Linked DNA regions of Gossypium hirsutum: region 1 is linked to region 2. A link is a contact called in public Hi-C data. All regions are on one chromosome and are shown on one strand. Each heading gives the region's core, a stretch centred on a gene start, on an enhancer-like site or on the middle of the called end of the contact. The rest is flanking DNA. Distances are from core to core; before and after follow the strand shown.

Evidence for each region. Hi-C and Micro-C count contacts between places; a contact is called where the count stands out from the background.
Region 1: a Hi-C map of leaf shows a contact between it and region 2, with 3 times the contacts expected there. The contact joins the promoter of LOC121220824 here to the promoter of LOC107886701 in region 2. A contact is called at or near these places in 2 of 34 Hi-C or Micro-C datasets (both in leaf).

The regions. Positions count from the first base shown.
Region 1 is chrA03:104,332,429-104,336,651 of Gossypium_hirsutum_v2.1, forward strand. LOC121220824 (cysteine-rich and transmembrane domain-containing protein WIH1) reads left to right here and starts at 2,482. Exons shown (of 3, transcript XM_041100398.1): 1 at 2,482-2,745; 2 at 2,971-3,181; 3 at 3,317-3,471. The coding sequence starts at 2,697. The coding sequence ends at 3,365. LOC121220823 (a long non-coding RNA gene) reads left to right here. Exons shown (of 2, transcript XR_005918028.1): 2 at 1-169.
Region 2 is chrA03:104,150,123-104,154,470 of Gossypium_hirsutum_v2.1, forward strand. It overlaps LOC107886701 (NAC domain-containing protein 83), which reads left to right and starts at 2,124. Exons shown (of 3, transcript XM_016810752.2): 1 at 2,124-2,897; 2 at 3,165-3,445; 3 at 3,637-4,165. The coding sequence starts at 2,714. The coding sequence ends at 3,942.

The DNA of each region.
Region 1 (4,223 bases), core at 1,232-3,731, 180 kb after region 2:
TAGGATAATTATTTTGGTGGATTAATATTTATGAAATGGATGATTTGCTTAGGGGGTTGAGTGGAGAATTCACGAAATTTAGGTATTTAAGTGTGTTTTATTTCCTTTGCATCCAAGTAAGTATTCTCTAGAAAAGTGAAATTGTAGATTAGAAATTCAGCTTTGGTTTCTTGACCGGGTGTTATTAGGAAGTTTCCAGTTTCGTCGGTTGTCTTTCTATCAAATGATGTCCACTCTAAGGCGTGTGAGGATTAAATTTAGCCACTTGTTATGTACGTGTGGCAGAGAGAGTGACATCTTTCTCTCTAACATACAAGGACACAATCATCTACATACCTAAATTTATGTTTATCTATTAGTTAAAAATTTTGATATAAAAAATAGATGTGCTATTTTTAAATTAGGGTTATTATTTAAATAGAATTTTAAGTATAAAATATAAAAAATTGTGATAATTATGAGTATAATTTAAATTACAGCTATTAGTTAAAAAATTAACATAAAAAATTTGTGTTAATTTTATTGATGGAAATAAAGGTATCACTTGAATAAAATTCTAGGCATTTTAATTATCAATCAAGTAATATCTAAGAAAAAATACCAATAAAAAGAAATGGGTTAATATTAACAAACTAGAATTATATATAAAAAAGATGGAGCATTAAGCAATGGTTCTTTGAAGAAAGAATATAGGATCATATTCAAATAATAATGATACCAGAGAGAAATGGAAAATTATTGTAATTGATAATGAGATAATATAATTGCTGAATGTTTTTGTTGTGTGTCTTCTTGACGAGGGGAATCGGGTATTTATAAGATATAATTACTGTTGATCGAAATGACGTCCTAGGTTGCTCTATGCATGCCAATATATATACTGCTCTAGACTTAACACGTATTTATCGTACCATGCAAACTTAGCTCCCGAGCTCTCTCTGCGAGCCCTTAATGTCTTTGTCTTGTGGGGCCCAAGTTCCTTTGCATGGATAGTTTGTTCGGGGTTATGTCCGAGTTTTAGGTCAGTAACAGGAAATACTATAACAATAATATTATGTTTTGTAAATATCTTTTTGTATGTTGTTTATATTATGTGAAACAAGTACTTTTAAATGTGTGGGGCCGAGCTGATGATCTTTAAAAATTAAAGCCTAAACTCAACCTATATTTTAAAATGAACTTTTTTTTTTCTGTTCAAAGTCATTTCTCAGCCCTCTTACTTTTATCCAAACCTTCGTATATTCTATACGTTTCATAAATAGATCTAACAGTATTTATACCTCTAACTGGATCAACACGTGGGAGCAGGAATCGATGCCACACATACCGTAAGTTGGAATGATCAGAAGTCATACAGGTATTAGATATAACTTAAACATATCAATTACCAACCTTTTCGTTTGTGTCAACAAAAAGGATATCTACTACGATAAATAAAATCAACAATGTTCATTTTGTCTGTTTTCCATGCGAATGCCATCTTCTTTAGTTATTGAAACAAAATACTCTACTTTCTACTTCTTTTTCTATTGATTTACGTAGTTAATTATTTATCTTTCTAAATTATGGAGTTAAATTTTAAAGGTTATAATTTATTTAAAGTATTTGTATTCGTATATTTAGAATTTAATCTTCATATTTTTATATCTAGGAATTTAGTTCATTTACATTTCAGATTTAAAATTTAAATTTATTTGTTAACATTGTTAAATTATTTTGTTAAATTTTCTAGTTTGATATTTTGAAATTAAAAAAAAATTCACTCAATACCGAATTGTGTCAAAATTTAAAGTATATAGAGTAAATTGAAATTTAATCATTCTTATTGTTGAGGGGAGTTGGTCTCATACCCTGAACGGGGTTTGTCTCCTGTACTCCAAGGAAAGCCCAATTGGGTTCACGACAAGCTCAAAAGTAGAAAAACATATCAGGTCAAGCTATATTGATAGTGGAATTAAGAGATCGAAGCACAAAAATTCTAAAGATTTGGGAGTAACCTCATAATTTTGTAAGGTTTTTTTGAGAAATCTAATCCTACAAAAGTGAAGAGGAGACTTTGAGCTTTACCTTGGTGATTTTGGATTGGTAGTCTAATGCCGAAGAAGACATTGGATGATCATAGTAGCGACGGTGAGAAGTGGTGACTATGGGTAAGGAGAAAAACAAAGAAAATAAGAAAAAGGATGAAGTATCCCTCGACATCGTTCATTGACAGGACAACATTCACCAATAGTGGTTTGACAAAGAAAGTGATAACATTTTTAAGAGAGGTGGTGGCTAAGATTTTGAGTTAGGAGGGAAAAGATGAAAAAATAAGAAAAAAAAAGGGAAAAAAGAAAAATTAAAGAAATAAAAAAGAAATTAGAATATTTCGTTCAATTTTAACGGTGGAGTGATTAATGTAGCACTGAAAAAATTAATAAAATAAAAAGTTTAAAAGATATATTCTCATATAAATATGAGATAGATGTAAAGGAATTTAAAAGATGAGATATATTCTTAGGTAATTAGAAAAATAAAAAATCAGAGTGGCATACATCACTCGCGGTTCCCTTTGTTTTTTCTTTGTTTGTAATATTGGGGAACAAGTTTGGAGGAGGAGTTGTATTCTTTAACTAAGGGAACCTTCCTACTAAATTTCCGCTTCTTTCACTACTTGTTATATCCTGAGCGCAGTGGAGTCTAAATTTGAAACAATGAGTTATAACCATCAGCATGTTTCTCATCAGCCCCTAACCCCCTCAGGTTGCTGCTCTTCCCACTTGCTTCCATTCTTCTTTCTTTTCTTAATATTATATGTTTTGGTTATTTTGTTGGTTCAATCGAATGTTTTAGTGATACAGGGCGCCTAATTGCTCCTTGTTTTACTACTGGAACAACTCAACAAAGTTTATATCAACATATATCTCTCTAAATATTCATAGTGATTGTTAATGAGAATATTCAACTGACTGTTATAGTGCAAAACAGGGCCCTGTCCTCCACCAGGGCCAGACTTCCCTCCACCGCCAACTCCAGTTGGATATACCCGTACTCATCATTCGCCCTCACCACCACAACCAGGCTATCAAGGTTACTGTTATGAGGGCTACCCTTCATCATCACCTGGGCTGCTTCCTCCACGCCTGCCTCCTAGGAATGATTACACTCACAATGGTTGCACTTCCTTCCTGACGGGGTGGTATGGAATCTCTATCTCTGCTTTTTTAGATGAATGAAGCAATGCAATTTCCATTGAGATGTTTATGTCTTTATGTGATCTCATCTGTTATGCTAGATAACCATGAAATCTTATAATCGGAGTTTGTATTTGCAGTTTGGCTACTCTTTGTTGCTGCTGCTTATTGGAGGACTGCGTCTTTTAACCATTATCTGTCTGGATTGATAATTTTAGGTTACGATTATTGTCAACCGGTGGAATGGATTCTACTCTGAAACTCTTTTATATAATTATGGTAATGCTTTGGTGAATGGATTTGTTTTGGTCGTGAAAAGCTTACGAGTATAACCTATAAAGGCTGGTAGAGAAGAGAACCTAGAAACCAGTTCTTTATACTATATCATGGATATTTAAAATAATTTTGAATAATTATACATAAAATATAAATATTTTTAGAAGGTTATTAGCCTCAATTTTACATTTTCCAATCAGCTAAATGAACACCAAAAACACAATTAAATAGAAGAATTTATTTATCGCATAAATTATCAATTATATGCCATCGCCAACCTCATCAAATATCATTCTAAAAAGCATTTAGAACAACTAAAACCATGAGAAGATATTGATTTGGGGTGGGGATTAGTGTTTTTGATTTTACAAAAATGTTGGGCCTAGAGGATCTTGAAACTATTGACTCAACTCAGATTCATTGAAAAGATGAAATAACAAGTTCATTCATCTTCTCCACTTTTCAGTTTCCCTTGAAGATGTTGTAGCCACTTTCTTGGTAATTATCACGAGCTCATCCTTGATCATATAACAAGATATACAGAAAATTATTACTGATCAATTGAAGGTATTGGTGACATTGTCCAAGTAAAAGTAAAATGCTAGCAACATAATGATGATTTTACATTTCGACATTGCAATTGAGTTCTACAATATTGAGATGCTCAAAGTCCGATGAGGAAAATTGGTGATGTCAAAACCTTATGAAGCATTTCAAAGCAGGGGGTGAGTGTGCTTGATATCTTTTGAAATTTTTTTTTTAAGGTCTACT
Region 2 (4,348 bases), core at 874-3,373:
TGTAATTTTGGACTGAACTTGGACTTCATATTTTTTTGGGTTTATTATTTTTGTTTTTGGACTTATTTCTGGGCCCGAGCAAAATTGAGTGTCTACACGTATTATATTTTTTATATAAAAAATTTAAAACATAATACATCAAAAACACTAAAAATATTAAAATAAATGTTTCACAATAATTTGAAAATAAATTTAAAAAAGTCTTTAAACTTAACTAACACTAAGATAAGTGCAACTTAACAAGTAAATGCCTCTAAAATAATAGCAAAATTAAAAATAAAACAAGAGTTATACAATATCCAAAAAAAATAGTAACAAATGAATGCAACAAAACAATGAGAAAACAACAGCAAAACAACAATTTTTTTTTACAAATTTGGGCCGGGCTAGAGCAAAAAATCCTTACCCAAGACTCGGCCCATTTTCTAAATGGGCCTTATTTTTTTGCACTAACTCATTTTTAGGATTTATATTTTTGTCCAAACCCTCTCACTTTTTAAATGACCTAACCCATGGAGAGCTTTAGTTGAAACTTTCACAAATGACTTCCCTTCTTATAAGATCGAGCATTTTGAATAAGATGACAACACTTTTGCATTTCCTTTTCCCCTTCTTACGAATACGTTAAATGTTGTTATTGACGTATTCTTAATTTCTTATCCTATTCACCATGTCTCATAGTTTTTGGGTTAAAAATTTCAAAATGTTTACTTAGACCTATTCATGAATCAGGTCATGCTCGAGTCCTAAAAGTTTTCAAGTCCAAACCCATTTTTGCTTGGCCCACCTAAAAAATCCATTTCATTGTTCAAAAATTAATAAAATATTATAAATATGTATTTTTATTTTTATTTTATAATTAAATTTAATTTAAAAAAAATATTTTTATCATTTAAATTAAATTTGAGTCAGTCCAATCCTAAATACAAAAAGCCTTGTACAAGTCGGGTTCAACTACTACATGGACATGTCTATTAATTTACTTTATGAATTGTAACAAGGTCTCTCCAAATTTTGTGCTATTAGATTGGTTCATATTAAATCAAATTTGAATGATTTTTTTATTTTTAATTAGATTAATTATATATAAAAAATATTTTTATGTAAATTTAATTATAAAGTATATAAAATATTAGAATAAAATAATTTGTAAATAATGATAAAAACTCTGAATCAACCCGATTTGAGTTGGGCTTAGACAAAGTTTTTTTATGTCTCATACTGTGCCAACTTGAATTCAATTTAAATAATAATAAATATTTTAAATTAAATCTAGTTACAAAATATTAATATAAAAATATTTTTAATATTTTTTTTTTAACGGTGAAATGAAATTTTTGGTAATGGTGGGCTGAAAATAGTTTTGGGCTTGAATGTCTTTGTAACTTGAGCAATGAGTCGGCTTGGCTCAACCAATAAATAAATCTAAGTAAATAACATCATATTTTGAATTTTTTTTAAAATTTTTAAAATTTTTCATATATTTTAAAATAATTTTTACTTTTAAAAATTTAAGGAGCTTTTAATTTTTCATAATTTTTTATATTTTTATTGAAAATACATAAAAAAATTTAATTTTAAATTTATTAAAGAGAAGGGACCTAATTAGCATAAAATTGTAAATAATGAGGGCTGCAAAAGTTATTTTATTTTATTTATAATAGTCAAATCAATCATTTTAATGGAAAAATTGGCAGAGAAGTCAATATTTTTAAATTAAAAAATATAAAGATTAAAATTTAAATTTAAGAATAATATAGAGACTTTTGAGATATTTAAAACTTTAAAAAATTAAAGCAAATGATAATAGTTTAATAAACATTTTTTAAAAATTTCTTAACTATATTATTGTTTGTGTGAAATTACAAATTTTTTAAAAATATATAATAAATAACTTAATTAACACATTGCAATGTATAGGTGAAAGAAACTCACCATTGGCACGGAGAATTAGATTAGGTTTTCAAAATTGAGTAAAAAATTTGCATAGCATGATGCGACCAAAATCTCAAAGAAAATCGAGTAAAAAGCGAAGGCCGCGGATGTTGACACATTTCCTCAAACCAATTGGCCATGAATGTGTCAATGAAGGTTAATTGGGACCTTTACCTCACCATTAAATTGAAGTCCTTTAACTAGGTGAACTCCAGCTGTCTCTCTGCAAACTCACAACTCTGGATTTACCTAAAGGGTGCTGACACAAACAGGAAATAAATTTTTAGTTAATATCAATTTGGACAACCATGGAAGGAAAAGAGTTAAACAGCTACGGTTATTCCCATTTACGCAAAGGGTTCAAGTCGAACACAACAAAGCTTGAAGTTTGGAGGCATTGGGTTCCGTTTAGATTAAAAACATCAACCTTTTCGAACACACCTAAATTTATTTTAACTTATTACTTAGCCCAAGGAGGTTGAGTATGGTTTACGCAAAATAGCTCGTCCTTATTCTTTTCCCCCCTTTCCCCCCTCAAATACCCGCCTCTCTCACACGCATAACATACAACTTTTCTTTTTCTCTTTTCTTGTTCTTGTTCTTGTTCCCCTTGTTGATATTCTCTGTTAACTTTGAGGGACTAGTATAAGAAGGCAATGTGGGATGGTGGGGTTGTAGGCTCGATTTGGAGTTTGAAGTCTGCCTTCCTTCCGGTACCCCAACTCTTGTTGTTGGTTTTCAGGTGCTTTTGGGACTAATTGGTTGCCTGTTTTTGAGGATGATGGAGAAGCTTAATTTTGTAAACAACGGTGTGCTTAGATTGCCTCCTGGATTCCGTTTCCATCCTACTGATGAAGAGTTAGTCGTTCAGTACTTGAGAAGAAAGGTGCTTGCTTGGCCCTTACCTGCCTCTATCATACCCGAAGTTGATGTTTGCAAAGCAGATCCTTGGGACTTGCCAGGTTGGTTACCTTAATTACACTTTCACACCTCACTCTTTCAAAGTTGCTTCCTTCTACTATATACCATTATAAAAAGCAAGCAGCTTGTTCTAGGTTGTTCTATAGCTCTGGAATTGACTTGTTGTATCAATTATGGAAACAGCCTTCTGTAATAGCTCTGAATGTAACTAATGACTGTTACACAATTAGAAGCCTTTAGGACAAAATTAAAGACATAATTAGATGGCCTGATACATTGGGGTCTATGTTGTGTGTATTATCAATCAGGTGATTTGGAGCAAGAGAGGTACTTCTTTAGCACAAGAGAAGCCAAGTATCCCAATGGGAACAGGTCCAACAGAGCCACGTTTTCAGGATATTGGAAAGCCACAGGAATTGACAAACAAATTGTAAGTTGTAGGGGCAACCAAGTAGTGGGTATGAAGAAAACTCTTGTTTTCTATAGAGGAAAGCCCCCACAGGGGACTAGGACCGACTGGATCATGCATGAATATCGCCTTGTTACCGCTGACACCTGCAATGCCCCACATAAGAAGAACCAAACTCAGGTCAATTTTGGGTCTTTGCTCTTTACTGCCTGTACCTATAGTTGTGAGCATTTTTCATAAGTTAAACATCTCATCCCAACCACATTTCAGAACCTCTGGAGTCGGGGAAATGGCAGTACATTGTTGTTTTAATGATGCTATGTTTGTTGGTCAGTCAAATTAATGATTTGTATTAAAGCCTATGTATGCAGAACCATGTGGTGGCAGTGGAAAATTGGGTGCTGTGCCGCATATTTTTGACGAAAAGAAGTGGTGGTGCTACTAAAAACGAGGAAGACAGTCTGCAATCTAGCAACGAGAAGGGAGTTGGTAAAGCAAGGAGAAAGAGCCCTGTTTTCTATGAATTCCTGAGCAAGGAGAGGACGAACCTAAATCTTGCCCCAGCATCCTCCTCATCTTGCTCCAGTGGGATCACACAGGTTTCAAATAATGACACGGATGACCACGAAGAAAGCAGTAGTTGCAATAGTTTTCCTTATTTCAGAAGAAAACCTTAAAAGCCGCATTTCACAAGTACCTGATATCATAAACCTGAGAGGTTAAAAAGTGGGACATGGAGCACTACATGATTGCCAAGTGGATGCTAGACAGACTTAGGACGGCTTACATTACGTCTTGATTTTCATCCATCATTGACTCAACAAATAAAAAAATATATGCCGACCAAAGTTGCTTGTAACAATGGTTTTACAATCAGCTCAAGCTGTTGGGAGTTCTTCACGACAATTTTGTATACGTAAATATTTCATTTTCATGACAAAAGAGAAAAATAAAAAGAAAAGAAAAAGGTTAAGCCAAATATTGAACAAAACCATGTTGCTGTAAAAAGATAAAAAGAATAAAAGGAAAACAAATGCTAAATCCAAAGGACGTAAATTATTTTGGTGAGAAAAGAAATAAGGA